Linked DNA regions of Mus musculus: all the other regions are linked to region 1. A link is a contact called in public HiChIP or PLAC-seq data. All regions are on one chromosome and are shown on one strand. Each heading gives the region's core, a stretch centred on a gene start, on an enhancer-like site or on the middle of the called end of the contact. The rest is flanking DNA. Distances are from core to core; before and after follow the strand shown.

What was found. HiChIP or PLAC-seq counts read pairs in DNA pulled down with a chosen protein or histone mark.
Region 2: a contact with region 1 is called in an H3K4me3 HiChIP or PLAC-seq map of embryonic stem cells, with 4 times the contacts expected there. The contact joins the enhancer-like site here to the promoter of Castor1 in region 1. A contact is called at or near these places in 5 of 39 promoter capture datasets (cranial neural crest, fetal liver, neural stem cells and 2 more), 4 of 15 datasets of contacts at CTCF or cohesin (CD8 T cells, the G1E-ER4 cell line, embryonic stem cells and 1 more), 19 of 484 Hi-C or Micro-C datasets (the C2C12 cell line, CD4 T cells, CD8 T cells and 8 more), 9 of 115 datasets of contacts at active chromatin or transcription factors (bone marrow-derived macrophages, embryonic stem cells, epiblast stem cells and 1 more) and 3 of 9 other capture datasets (adipose tissue, liver and macrophages).
Region 3: a contact with region 1 is called in an H3K4me3 HiChIP or PLAC-seq map of embryonic stem cells, with 13 read pairs. The contact joins the promoter of Gal3st1 here to the promoter of Castor1 in region 1. A contact is called at or near these places in 9 of 39 promoter capture datasets (the 3T3-L1 cell line, 3T3-L1-derived adipocytes, HPC-7-derived erythroid cells and 5 more), 15 of 484 Hi-C or Micro-C datasets (the G1E-ER4 cell line, adipose-derived mesenchymal stem cells, brown adipocytes and 4 more), 2 of 115 datasets of contacts at active chromatin or transcription factors (embryonic stem cells and stem cell-derived neural progenitor cells) and 1 of 9 other capture datasets (adipose tissue).
Region 4: a contact with region 1 is called in an H3K4me3 HiChIP or PLAC-seq map of bone marrow-derived macrophages, with 4 times the contacts expected there. The contact joins the enhancer-like site here to the promoter of Castor1 in region 1. A contact is called at or near these places in 8 of 39 promoter capture datasets (the 3T3-L1 cell line, 3T3-L1-derived adipocytes, cranial neural crest and 5 more), 1 of 15 datasets of contacts at CTCF or cohesin (the NIH/3T3 cell line), 10 of 115 datasets of contacts at active chromatin or transcription factors (bone marrow-derived macrophages, embryonic stem cells, microglia and 3 more) and 2 of 9 other capture datasets (adipose tissue and liver).

Annotation. Positions count from the first base shown.
Region 1 is chr11:4,216,291-4,219,752 of GRCm38.p6, forward strand. Castor1 (cytosolic arginine sensor for mTORC1 subunit 1) reads left to right here and starts at 1,935. Exons shown (of 9, transcript NM_028022.2): 1 at 1,935-2,136; 2 at 2,658-2,728. The coding sequence starts at 2,024.
Region 2 is chr11:4,462,522-4,465,983 of GRCm38.p6, forward strand. No RefSeq gene overlaps it. Among named protein-coding and RNA genes, the nearest start is that of Hormad2, 23 kb to the left of the region's middle. Within about 2 kb of position 1,855, at least 5 of the 459 cell types and tissues checked have an H3K27ac peak or open chromatin away from gene starts, as enhancers often do. A contact at or near this core is called in embryonic stem cells, where this site is marked.
Region 3 is chr11:3,981,885-3,985,346 of GRCm38.p6, forward strand. It overlaps Gal3st1 (galactose-3-O-sulfotransferase 1), which reads left to right and starts at 1,752. Exons shown (of 4, transcript NM_016922.3): 1 at 1,752-1,956; 2 at 3,057-3,274. It overlaps Gm46265 (a long non-coding RNA gene), which reads left to right and starts at 3,281. Exons shown (of 2, transcript XR_001780153.1): 1 at 3,281-3,363; 2 at 3,423-3,462.
Region 4 is chr11:4,399,197-4,402,658 of GRCm38.p6, forward strand. The region is part of intron 10 of Hormad2 (HORMA domain containing 2); the gene reads right to left. Among named protein-coding and RNA genes, the nearest start is that of Hormad2, 40 kb to the right of the region's middle. Within about 2 kb of position 1,530, at least 30 of the 459 cell types and tissues checked have an H3K27ac peak or open chromatin away from gene starts, as enhancers often do. A contact at or near this core is called in the NIH/3T3 cell line, bone marrow-derived macrophages and pancreatic cancer cells, where this site is marked.

The sequences.
Region 1 (3,462 bases), core at 685-3,184:
GGTGCTCAGCTACAACCTGATAGTTGGCGGTGAGGAGAACAGGGTGTCCCTGGGAGAGGCCCCCCTTCTGCTGAGGAAGCAGCTTTTCTAGTCAAACAATAGTGGTTGTTCCTGGCCTGAGACCAAGCTGGGCCAGACCATAGCAGGGGACAGGGAGGGAGGGACAGACTCACAGGGAGCTTTTAGGCATTGCCTGGGCCTAGCACGTGTTGTCCTGGTACAACTGGGGAGACTGAGGCTAGAAAGGCAAACGGTTACCAGAGACTCTGGGCAGCTTGCACACTCTCCACCTCCTGCCTCTCACTCCTGTGGTTTCCTACTCTGTTCACACTTGCTGTGGTGAAATGGGCTCAGCCTTTGAAAAGCACCCCCCAACCCCCTTAGTTCTCCAGGGGACAGGCCAGGATGTGACGGCTGCACACTGTTCCATGAGAATTATCTGGAGCTAGCAAAGCCAGGAACAGGACTGAGCCCAGCTTCCTTCTGCCTGTGATGCAGGGTCTGGAGCATCAAGTCCTGCGTGGGCCTGTTGGGTCTTGATCACACCCAAGGCCTGCTTTAAACTACCTTGTTTAAAGCCTCCAACCTGAAGCCGAGTGTCTGGGCCAAACAAGGGCCCTTTGGAGCATGCCCCATCCTGCCGTGAAATCAACCTGTGCTTGCTCGTTTCTGCTCAGCCTTGGGGTTTTCTTAAACCTTGATCACTGGGGTGTCTGCCAGTGCTTAGGGGCCTTCTTGGATCTGTAGCTAATTTAGATGTGTTCAGGCCAGTTGAGTTCTGCAAATGATGAGACGCTTTAAGAAAACTTCAACAGGGAGGTCTCTGGTTTGATACCCAGGGAACCTCAAATACTATGGCCTGTCCCCTCAGTGTCTGAGCCCTGGGCATTCTCACTTCAGGTACTTAGGGTTGTCCCTGGAATAAGATTCAGAATCTAGGGGTAAGGGCTGGAGAGATGGCTCAGCAGTTAAGAGCACTGACTGCTCTTCCGAAGGTCCCGAGTTCAAATCCCAGCAACCACGTGGTTCACAACCATCCGAAATGAGATCTGATACCCTCTTCTGGTGTGCCTGAAGACACAGTATACTTACATATAATAAATAAAATTTAAAAAAAGATTCAGAGTCCATAGTATGTTGCTTAGACAGGAGAGGAGGACCCTTTTTCGGTTCCTCCCCTCAGTGGGGAGCATTCTATTTCAGAAGTTGTTTGACTAAAAACTGCCACACCGGCCAGGTTTTGCTGGTCGAAACAACAACAAGATAGGGTTGCAGTACTATCAAACCAACCTTGGGCACCCCATTCTTAGGGATCTTTAGTCCTTACTGTCCTTGTCAGCTCTGCAGTCCCTGCCCCCTACCCCCGGCAATAAAAGGAAGATAGGCTCCAACTCAGCTGTTCCGCGGGTCTCCAGCCTAACCTCCCCACTCCGGAGATTTATGGACAGCTCTGGCCCCAACAGAGCTCCAGCCCGGCTTCCAGCCTTCCTACAGTCCAGACAGGGTTTTTCTGTGTAGTTCTAGCTGTCCTGGAAGTCACTCTGTAGACTAGTCTGGCCTCGAACTCACAGAGATCTGCCTGCCTCTGCCTCCCTAGTGCTGGGATTAAAGATACACACTTACCACCGCCAGGCTCTGCGTTTTAGTGGCTTTAACCATAAAGCCCACGTGCGAGCCTGGAGGATAGACAGGGAGGGGACCAGGAGCTTCCAGCACGTTCCCAAACCCAACACAGCGGGCGTCCAGCGGAAAGGGCGTGTCTGGGGCGTGTCCTTGAAGGACTCAGATGGGTGAGGGCTAGAAGAGTGGCTTTGGCAGAGTTTGAAGGCAGCCCGCAGCGCCCGGTAGGCAGGGCTCAGGAGGAGGCGTGGCCACTTCACAGTGGCTGTGGGGCGTGGCCGCCGAAGTGTGGATCCCTGGCTGGGCGGACCGGTAGCGGGCGGTGCTTCTTTAAGCCCGGCGCCACCGCATCGCCTCCTGCCTAGGTCTCGCTGGCGGCCAGGCCGGGGCTGCCGTATCTGCGATGGAACTTCACATCCTAGAGCACCGGGTGCGAGTACTGAGCATTGCCCGTCCGGGCCTCTGGCTCTACACCCACCCGCTCATCAAGCTGCTCTTCCTGCCCTGTCGCAGTCGGTGCGCACCCGGGTTCACGAGCGCAGGTCGGGCGGGTGGAGGCTCCTCTGCCCCTCTGGGCCAGGGGCGGAGGACTAGAGTCGCCGCGAAGCAGCGGGTACCGGGTGGGGACGCTAGCCACTCTGGCCATCATCCAGCCTGGGCCTTACCCTTTCTGCGACGCCGCCTATCCGGCCCGGAGGGCCCCGCTCCCAGGGCTTGTCAAGGTGCAAACTGCCTGGAGTAGGCAGTGTAGTGGGGGCATGTGTTCCTTGGCAGGCTGTAGCCCCTTTCTAGTCTCCTCACGTTAACTTTTGAGAGTTGTCCAGGGGGACCCAAAGCCTTCCACTTCTGTGGAATGGAGGGGAGATCCCAAATATGGGATCTAGACTCATTGATCCAAGGAAGAGAGTGAGGCCCGAGTGCGGGTCCGGAAGGCTCCTGGTGGGGGGTCCTTTAGTGCTGCTGGAGCAGACTTCATTTGCTGTCTCCATTCCATTCACTCTAGGCTGAAAGTCTTCCCACCCCTTCCCTCCTCCTAGGTGCAAGTTCTTCAGCCTGACTGAGACTCCGGAAGATTACACTCTCATGGTGGATGAGGAGGGCTTTAAAGGTCGGAACTGGTTCCTTGTTTGCCTCTAAGCAGTATTCTTACTAAGTTTAGGGATCCAGCTTCCCAGAGAGCTTAGACCCCAAAGGAATATAGGTCCGGGTTCAAACCTTCCATCACTCACTGAAGTACTGTGTGGGATGGAGTCGTGACCGTTTGACAAAATTTGTGAGAGTTTTATAAACGTAAAACCCACACGGAGCTGAATATGAGTCCCAGGCCAGCACAGGTGGCCATGGTGTCTCACAGTTTTAGGGGAAAATAAAGGGGTTCCTGCAGCTGTTTTACCCTGAACATTATTTCTTCTTGGACTTGTCTCCCCAGTGGAAAGCAGCCCCTCCCTTACTGGCTTGGGAAGCCTAGGCGGCTGAGAGTTAGGGAAGGAATGCAGGGGCAGGCAGCAAGCCCAGAGCAGGGTCCAGGGCCTCCTGGCTGAGTCTGAGTGAACAACAGCTACCCTGGCCCTTGTCCCTGTTCAGGACTGGGACCGGGGAAATGACTTCTGGCTTCCATGTCTGCCTGCTTGCCCCATCCTCTAAGGCCTGGAGTCTCAAGCTAGCCACCTAGAGTTTGGCTGAGCCTCCCTCCCTAAGGACTTAGATTCCCTGTTCTGTAGGGAAATCTGTCTGCAAGGGAGCTTTCCCATCAGTTGGTCACTGGGTGCCCTCTGGTGGTGCTTTGAAGCCCATGAAGTCCATTTTGCAGATAGGAAACAGACTAAATGGTGTTTGTAATCC
Region 2 (3,462 bases), core at 605-3,104, 250 kb after region 1:
GGGGCTGTGTCTCAGCAAACCTATTTTATGCATGGTTGCTTTCTCTCACAAAGGTAAAGATGCCTGGGACCTAGGTAAAATACCTCGGAGTGGCTGAGATGAGCATTCTGTACATCACTAGCCCATAGTAACATTCAGAAGAGAGCAGTTGTTACTCAGTGGGCATCATTTTCACACCGTCATCCTAAAGCTGAAAATGTCAAACCAATGTAAGCTGGGATGGTCTGTGTGTTTAACTGGAAGTTTATAATTCAGCCTGGTAGTGGTAGCACCCGGTGTAGGATAAAAAGACCAAGGAAAGAACACACTGACCTAGACTTGACCCCAAGACCAGGGCTAAGAAACAGAATTCTACCAACCCCTGAGCTTGTCACAGAAACCCACCAATCCCTGAACTCAAAACCCGACTAATTCTAAGCTCACCCAACTCAGGACTTGAAATTCCACCAATCCTCACCCTGGAAAGCTCCACCCCCCACTCCCACCCCCACCCCCAAGAAATCTCACATAAACCTTTCTCTTTGCTCAGCTCCCTGCTGCTTCTCACAAGAACAGAGGCAGCCGCCCTCCTGGGTTTTCCCCTCCCAGTAAGTCTCTTGTGTGAGGTTTGTTGTGTGGTGTGACTTTGTGGTAGTCCTTGGCTCCTGACTGCCAGGATAGCTCTCTGAGTAAAGTGGCAACACTTGAGCAGAGCTTTTGCTGTGCTGCAGCTGAAGCAAAGCTGTGACACTTCTGTAGGGGAAGCCTTTCCCTGCAGAGCTGCAACACGCACATCTAGCATTCAGGAGGCAGAGGCAAGCCTATCTCTGAGTTCAAGGCCAACCCAGTCTACAGAGCAAGTTCCAGGAAAGTCAGAGCTCAAGAAGAAACAAAACAAAACAAAACAAAACAAAACAAAACAAAACAAAACGCCAACAACAAAAACAAAGGAAGGAAGAAATTCATAACTCCAACATGCAGTTATTTTTAAAAACTATAAGAAAAAGTAATCCCAGCTGACTATAGTGGCACACGCCTGCAGTCTCAGCGACTCAAGAAACTAAAGCAGGGAGATTACAGGTTCGAGTCTAGCCTGGGCAACTTAGTGAGACCTGATTTAATATGAAAAAAGAGAGGTGTGTGTGCTGGAGATGCAGTTCAGTGGGAGAGAGCTTGCCTAGCACATGGGAAGCCCTGGGTGTGCCACCCACAGGGTGTGAACAGTAAGCCAGCCCCAGGAACACTCCGCACTGCATAGATCTGCATGTACCATTGTGGCACAGCAGGTCTGTTGACAGCAGCACCAGCCCAAACAGTTGACTAATGCATTGTACAGTGATGGTATGATGACCATGATATAATTAGGCAATAGGAAAATTTCAGTTCCATCCTAATTCCCTGGGACCACTGACACACTCTGTCTGCCATTGCCCAGGATGTCCTTATGCCACACATGACTGCATACAGTGATGAGGGTGGGGTCCCTATAGAGGAGAAAGCACAGATTTCTTAAAAACCAAAATGATGACATTACCAATAAGAAAACCCATGAAGATGGTTTTTATGGGCAGAGGGGTTCACCAAAAGCATGCTGTCTTAGTCAGGGTTTCTATTGCTGGGAAGAGACACCATGACCGCAGCAACTCTTATAAAGGAAAACCTTTAATTGGGGCCAGCTTACAGTTTCAGAGGGGTTAGTCCTTATTGTCATGTGGGAAACATGGCAGGATGAAGGCAGACATGATGCTGGAGAGATAGTTGAGTTCTATGTCTGGATCGGCAGACAGCAGGAGGAGAATGAGACACTGGGCCTGGCCTGGGCCTCTGGAACCTCAAAGCCCACCCCTCAGTGGCCACACCCACCCCAAACAAGGCCACACCCACTCCAACAAGGCTTTGTCTCCTAATCCTGTCAAATAGTGCCACTCCCTCTGAGCCTATCAGCACCATTTTCATTCAAACCACCACAAAAGCCAATGTCAAAAATGGACTCATTTGAGCAACAAAAATGAAGTAGGATGTAAATTTGTTCTTAGAATTAGAAAAGATGGTATGACACAGGGCTATTAAGGAGATGATTATATGTAAAGACAGGATCATCCATCTCTGAAAGACTGGCAGTGTCAGCGCATCAGTCCTGAATGGCAACCCAGGTATGAAGTAAACACCACAGGCATCTATTTTGACTTTAATAAATGACTGTGTAAATCAACAGAGGAAGCAGCAAATCCCCTGTGCAGAGGCACTCCAGACAGACACATCGGTTTTTCTTAGGGCATGGAGACTTTTCTCTGTGACTCCTGCATTAGGGAGGCAGTGATGCCGGATCAGGTGTTCAAGGTCATCTTGAGCTACAGAGTGAGTTTGAGGCTACTCTGGCCTGGGTGAGACCTCCATCACTAAGTATGGGCTTCCAAAGGGAGCGGTGTGAGCTGGGAGTATGGTTGGGGGTGCAATACTTGCTGAGCATGCTCAGTCAAGGCCATGAGTTTGGTTCCTACCCCTGCCCCCAGGACTGCAGGAAATTATTCACAGTTCAAAGCTTCTTTTTTTAGGTGCTGGGGCTTGATCTGAGCACCTTGCAGATGTACTAGCACTAAGCCAAGCCAAGCCTAGAAAGTTCAGAGAGACATTAAGTCACCAGAAAGTTTTCTTCTTTTACAAAAATATATGTGCATTTGAAAAAAATTAAAATGTGACTATTGCTTAGTCCAGAAACACTGTTTTTCATAACTTCCGATTAAAAGAGTCCTGAAGCATACAAAAGAATGTTAGAGCATAGGACAGCAATGGGTCCTCTGTGTACAGGGTGAGTGCTGTCCAGCGAGGGGCATCTCCTGATGATCCATGCATGCCCTTCCTGGGGTGTGCACAGGATTTGTGGATGCTTTACCAGGCAGCTGCGTTACACAGGCCAGCAGAGACTGGACAGGCTTGGTTTGATTTGGTTTGTATTTTTGTCTCTCTCAGGGCTGGGGTCTTATGTATGATAGACAAGAACTCTACCACTGCTGGATAGTGATGGCACACACCTTTAATCCCAGCACTTGGGAGGCAGAGGCAGGTGGATTTCTGAGTTTGAGGCCAGCCTGGTCTACAGAGTGAGTTCCAGGACAACCAGGGCTACACAGAGAAACCCTATCTTGAAACACCACCTCCCACCTACCCCCCCCAAAAAACTCTACCACTGAGACACAAGCTGCCCAGTCTGGTTGGCAGTTTTAATATTTTATTTATTTTGAGATAAATAAAGGCTCACTGTGTCACCTTGTCTGTTCTGGAACTTTCTTTGAAGATTTGGCCGGTCTTGAACTCACAGAGATCCAATAGCTTCTGCCTCGCAAGTGCTGGAATTAAATGTGTGTACCACCACACCCAGTTAGTTTGTAATTTAAGTGGAAAATAAAATACATGCTTTCCATAAATGAAACAAGAAAACACCCCACCCTGCCACACCACAAAAGCAGCCATCCTGAGCTGGCC
Region 3 (3,462 bases), core at 502-3,001, 230 kb before region 1:
GGCTTACACTTCCATGTTGCTGTCCGTTATTGAAGAAAGTCAGGACAGAACTCAAACAAGGCTGCATCCTCAGGGCAGAGCTAATGTAAAAGCCATGGTGGGTTGCTGCTTAGTAGCTTGCTTTACAAGGTTTGCTCAACCTGCTTTCTTAAAGAACCCAGGACTACCAGCCCAGGGATGACAACACCCATTGTGGGCTGGATCCTCCCCATTGATCACTGAGAAAATGCCTTAGATCTGGATCTCTTTCCCCACCCCTTCACTCCCATTTTTTTCCGAGACAGAGTTTCTCTGTGTAGCCCTGGCTGTCCTCGAACTCAGAAATCCATCTGCCTCTGCCTCCCGAGTGCTGGGATTGAAGGTGTGCACCACCACGAACAGCTTAGAGCTGGATCTCATGGAGGTGTTTCCTCGACTGAGAGGCTCCTTTGATGACTAGCTTGTGTTGACCCAAAACAAGCCAGTACAGGTGGAAGGTGAGCGTGAGGTCTAAGGGCAGCAATAGCCTAGTTTTCCATCCAAGTGAGGTCACTGCTGGTATCTCAGCTTGTGACCTTTGTGGACCTGTCCCCTCACTCCAGGTACCTCTGATGATGGTCCTTACCTGGAACTGTCCATGTATCATGACAGGGTCAGGGTTCTGATCATTCAGTCCTTCCCAGGACATCTTTCCCATAGCCATTCCCCAGAGGCGGTGATACCCTAAACAGGGTAGGCTGGACTTTGCCCTCCCTGAATCTAAGGACCTGATAGCCTGACAGACCTGTTTTGTATTGGCCCCATATGTGGACTTTGTGCTGCCATGGCTGCACCTCAACTGAAGAGGAAGGCAAGAGTTTTGCAGGCTTTGGCTTGTGGACCCCAAGGTCCCCCAAACTGGTGGCTTCACTGTATATGTGGGATGGGGGGAGGGGGCTCTATCTGATGCCATGTTCTGGCATGGCAGTTTCAAGAGGCAGGAACAAAGGGTTAGGAGTTTCAAAGTCATAACCTATAGCCTGGGAGGTGACTCAGGGCCCACAAGGACAAAGAGCAGCAAGCCCATTAGATATGGAAGAATGCCTGGCAGCCAGGCTGATGTGGAATTTTCCCCATTCCACGGTTGCCTAGAAATGTCGGGGGTAGTGGGACTCTGACGTGGCCCATGTGCCACCCGATGGCCAGCTGGTTCTGCAGTGCCCACAGCTGGGGTTAATTCCAAATTAGTTCCCATCCTTGGTTTTCCTTTAGGATGAAGGACAGTCTGAACTCAAACAGGCCCCTACTTACTTGCCCAGACCTCTAGAGGAGGTATCCTCAAGAGGAAAGTTAGCTGAACCATGTAAGTGACTCGGCCCAGGGATCCTGGCGCTTCTTCACCTGTTTTTCTTGGATACCACAAATGTGTTCCTGGCTCATCAGAGGGAGCTAGGAAGACCTATGTTCCACTGGATTCTGAGGAGCTCCAGTGCTGTCCATAAAAGGCTGGCAACTAGTCCTGCCCCCTTTCTCCAGAGCCCAGGCTCCCTTCCCCAACACTACCACCAAGCCCCAGGCACCCTCTATTCCCTTCTGGGCTGGCAGTAGGACAATGGACCCCTTGGCCCATCGGAGACAAATAGTCCTTGTTAGGCCGGAGGCGGGGGCGCAATATTGCGCCCCAGGGAGCTGAATACAGCTTCTGTGCCTCTTGGGCAGGCGGCGCAGGGGAGAGGACGGGAAGGGGGTGGGGGGGGGGAGGGGGCCGTGGCGCCCATTGGCTCTGGCGTCAGGGGCCGGGCCAGGCTGCTGGCCTCACCTGGCGAGTGTTGAGAGCGGGGTGCGGCAGCCGCTGCGGCGGCGGGGCGGGGGCATGGACCAGGCCTGCCAGCGCGCCGGGTCCCGGCGAGTGCGCCCCGCCGCCCAGTGAGCGCCACGGCGGCGGCGGGGGCCGGGGCCGACCCCTGCCACCCGGAGCCCAAGGAGAACAGGGCAAAGGTATGTCGGGAGGTCTTGTACTCACGCTGGCTGTGCCCTGCCTCAGCCTACTTCCTGAACATCTTGCCTACTGGATCGATGGATCGTGTTTGCCCAGCAAGGGATATAGAAATGCTGCAGAGCTGCTTCACCAACACTGTATCCTGCAGGCTCTGGCTGATTGCTTGCCCTGCTCTGGGTGCCCCTCCTCCCCTGACCCCCGGAGTCCCTAAAAATGGGGTGGGTGGGGCTCCAGAAGGTTAGCTGTTGTGCTGTGAGTTCGTTAATAATTAATCCTCTTGGACATTGTGGCCTGGGCCCTAGTGGAGAAGGAGGCAGGAATCTCCCCGCTCCTTACCTGCGTTCCCAGAAGAGGCGGCTGTCACAGTACAAACCGGGGAGAGGGGGGCCTTGGGCAATGACAGACTCTTGTGCTTGGGGAAGGCCTCTCATATGTGTGCCCCTAAGGAGGTGAGTCCAGGAGACAAGGACAGACTTGTCTAGTTAGGACAGGAAAGATCCTATATGCAACAACTACACGGTTCCGGAGCCATGGACCAGTGCTCCATAAGGGGGTCTCAGGTTGGTCTGTTCCCTTAGTGAGAGGCCAACATGAGCCTTCTCTTTTTAACCCCCCCCCGCCCCGCCCCTTCCTGAGCTGGTTGTGATGACAGGCACACATCTGGCTGCAGGGACTGACACCTGACACCAGAGGTTACTGGGCTGAGGGTGAGGATGCCCTGGAAATCTTCAGGAGGAAAGGGGTGTGGAGGGAGAGCCGATCAGAACTCAATCTCTTCCTCTCTGGAGGGGGTGAGCTGATCTGCACTGTGCCTTCAGGCTTCCTTGCTACTTATCTAGAGGGAAGATACTGAGGCTCAAGGAGTCAGTGACTTGCTGAAGGTCACACCGTTGGGAAATGGCTGAGTTCACTGCAAACCACAGTGTGCGTTTTTGTTTGTTTTGTTTTGTTTTGTTTTGTTTTGTTTTTTGGTCCCTGTCTCAGGATCCCAGCCCTACCCAGAAGTCCTCTTGCCCAAACTGGAGGAAAGATGCCTTCCTGGGCATCTCTTTTGCTTCCTGGGTTCTGTGCTGAGTTCTCATAAATCTGTCACTCACAGTGCCTCTCACTGGGCTCCAAGGAAGAACAAACAAGCACTTGCAGGAAAGCAGTGACTCACAGGACAATGGCAATGGGGGACTCTAGGCCCCCTCAGTGGCTTGGGGCAAGCTTCTTGCTTTGGTTTGACTCCATGAAATGTGAATGACTAGAGAAGACACAGCGGGATGGAGCAGAAGTACCCCAAAGGTTACCAGACTGGAGACCTGGAGTCATCAGGTGAGATCTCTCTCCAGGGCAGGGAGGTTAGGCCCACAGTCAGACCCTTTCTGTGACACTCCCATCTTGCCCTGGGTGTGGATAGGGAGGTTAGGCCCACAGTCTTTCTGTGGGCACTCTGTCAATTTTACTGGGTGTGGGCAGGGAGGTTAGGCCCACAGTCTTTCTGTGGGCACTCTGTCAATTTT
Region 4 (3,462 bases), core at 280-2,779, 180 kb after region 1:
TTCCTAACACTCACATAGTGCCTCACAGCTGTCTGTAAATCCAGTACCAGGAGATCGGATGCACTCTGATGGTCTCTGCATGCATTTCATGTATGTGGTGCACAAATGTACATGCAGACAAAATACTTACATATACAAAATAAAAATAGATAAATCTTTAAAAAGAAAAAGAAAAAATGAGTTGGGACATGAATGATAAGGTGTATGTTTAACATACATAAGATCCTGGGTTAAATCAATCCACAGAAGCAAAAGGAAAAAAAAAAAAGGAATGGCTGAAAACTGAGGTAGCAGGATCTTCAGGTCAAGGCCAGCCTGGACACACAGTGAGTTACTTCCAGGCAAGCCTGGGTTATACCCAAAATCTCAGCTTAACCTTCTACCTTAACAAACTGAGGAAAAGGCTGAGCATGCTGGGACACACCTTTAGTTCCAGCAACTTGGAGGCAGAGGCAGAAAGATCCTGTAATTTGAGAATAGTCTAACCTACATAGTGAGTTCCAGGGTAGACAGAGCTATATGGTGAGACCATAAAAATAGGAAAACTTTCTGTCATTCACATCGTCTCTAATATTCTCATAACATATACTTGCTGTGTCTTCAGTTAGTTCTCAGAGCAAAAACTACATCTTCTGTATCGTTTTCCTCACAGCAAGGCATCTTTTTTTGTTTGTTTTTGTTTTGTGTTTTGTGAGACAAGATCTTTCCACATGAATCTAGCTGTCCTGGAACCCACTATGTAGACCAGGCTAGTTTTGACCTCACAGATCCACCTAACTATGGCTTCCAAGTTCTGGGATTAAAGGCATGAGCCACCATTGTCTGGCCAAGACACCATTATTTTTTGGTTTTTGTTTGTTTGTTTTCAAGGTACCAGTCTTAATACAGCCCAGTAAATCTGAGCATGAAAGAGATCTCAGAGATCAATTTAGCTCAGCCAACTCCCTGAATCGTTGGTTTTTGTAATATCCTAAAGACAGTCATCTATACTCTATCTTGAACAAAAGCATATGTGCGCATGTATTTTATATGTATATATAATATGTACATATTATATATGTCTATGTATGCATGTAATAGATGTAACCAGAGCTGGTGATGGGGAGCTACCCCTTTTTATCAAGTAGCTATCATTATCAAAAATGCCATCCTTAGGAGGTGGAAAAACTGGAAGTTTCTGAATATTATCATATATTGATAATATTCATCCAAACTCTATACAAATTTCAAAAATATGTATATTTCACTCCTGCTACTGTTAATCCAATAGAAGGTAAGGAAAGGAGGTGTCACACTTGCAAGGTATTTATTGTAATGCTATTTATAATAGCATTATCAGAAATTAGCCTACACATTAGTCAGCTCTTTGTCACTAAGAAATAGTTGATTTATAGCTTTGGAGTTCCTGACTGACTGGCCCACTGCTTTGGGCCTGTGACAAGACAGGACACCATAGTGGGAGTATGTGTCAGGACAAACTGCTGACTTTATCACCAGGAAGCAAAAGGGAGAAGGAAGAAGCTAATTTTCAAAGACATGCTTCCTGGCTACCAGGCCTCTTACTAGGTTCCACTTCCTAAAAGGCTTCATCTGTCCTCAATAGTGCAAGCCTGGGAACCAAGCCATTAAATGTAAAGTACTGGGGAATGCTCAACATTCACGTATGACAACCGAAATATTTAAAAATAGAGAAATGATATGAACCTAAATGAACCAAAAAGTCATTGAACTTTACATATAAAGGCTAGGTAGGACATATTTACAAAATTATTGCTAAATAAAAATGAAATTATATATACCATTATTGAAATAATATACAAATAAATATATCCATTGAAAAATACTGAAAAGAATGGGGCATACAAAGTTAAAATTTGTATTGATAAGATATAAGGACAGTTGAAAGATCTGAATTTTCAATTACTTTAATGTTGTTAATTGTATTGTTTTAAAAAGCTCTTTCAGGCTGTAGCTATAGTCAGTAATAGAACACAAGCCTAGCATGCACAAGGCCTGGTTCCATTCTTACCACCGAAAGCAGCCAAAGAGCTTTATCACATTACCCTCTTCCCTACCTCTGCTCTGCTCACAACTGCTATTTTCATACACTGCATCTTTATGCCTCTTGAAATTACACAAACAATACTATTTGAAGTATTTGAGAATGATAAATACCTTCATTCCTGGCACTCTGAAAGACAGACTGAATGTTAGAGAGACCCAGTCAGGAACTGTAGCTGTTACTCACCAAGAAAGCCTCACGGCCTGAGTCAGCATGGTCGGATAGGGCCGGGCTTGAGAAGTATTTCAAAACAGAGCGGACTGAAACACGATCCAAAAGGATGTGAGGAGTAAGGAGAGGATGGAGGTTAAACATCTTGGTTGTTTGGAAGAGTGGCAGTGCCTAGTGCCACAGATAGTAAGCCTGAGAGGAAAATGATTGAAATTCCATTTAGAGAGTAAAATGAGGGACCTATAGGGAATACAAGTCTGTGCATTGATAGAGACTTGTAGGTACTGTGGTGGTGTGAATGAGAATGGCCTCCATAGGGTCATATACTTGAATGCTTAGTCAGCACGGACTAGCACTATTTGAAAAGAATTAGACCAATAAGTAGGCGTGGCTTTGTTGGAGGAAGTGTCTTTGGGCTTTGAGGTTTCAAAAGCCCATGCCAAGTCTAAAGTCTTCTCACCTACAGATCAGGATGTAGCTAGCTCTTAGCTACTGTTCCAGTGCCTGACTGCAAGCCACCATACTCCCATCAAGATGGACTAAACCTCTGAAACTGTAAGCAAGTCCCCATTTAAATGCTTTCTTTTTACAAGAGTTGCCTTGGTCACAGTGTCTTCACAGTGACTAAGACAGATGTGTACATCTGTACACCAATGGTACTGTGAGGACCCTATAGGTATGCACGTCTGCACATGGGTGGGAAGATCAATGTGTGGTCAGGGAGAAAACAAACAGAAAAGAAACCATGAGTAAAAGAAAAGAGAAGCAATAGATGTGAACAGCACAATCAAAACCTAACTTTTTAAAAAATACTGATTTGGGGCATATATAATAATAAAGGGACTCAAATAAATAGCACCAGATGGAAAAGAGGCAAACAACTACAGAAACATAATAGATTCCCAATCTGTGAAAGCATCATAAATAACTCCAAGTATAGCCAAAAGTGACTGAGAAAAAGGCCAGGTACTCATATGTTCACATGCATATGTGTATATGTGTATATACATGTGTGTGTATGTATATATATATATTTATGGTGATCTTTGTTTCTGTTTCCCTTCACTCCTATCCCAGCACTAAGGCAAACTGAAGCCAGTGTCTCATATGTGCACACTCCACCATAATTAAACAAAACTTCTTTCCCTGTGGTTACTGCTAGGTTACTGTCCCTTTAGAGAAGGACACAGAGTATGCCTCTGTAAGCTCTGGAGTAGACTAGAATTTCT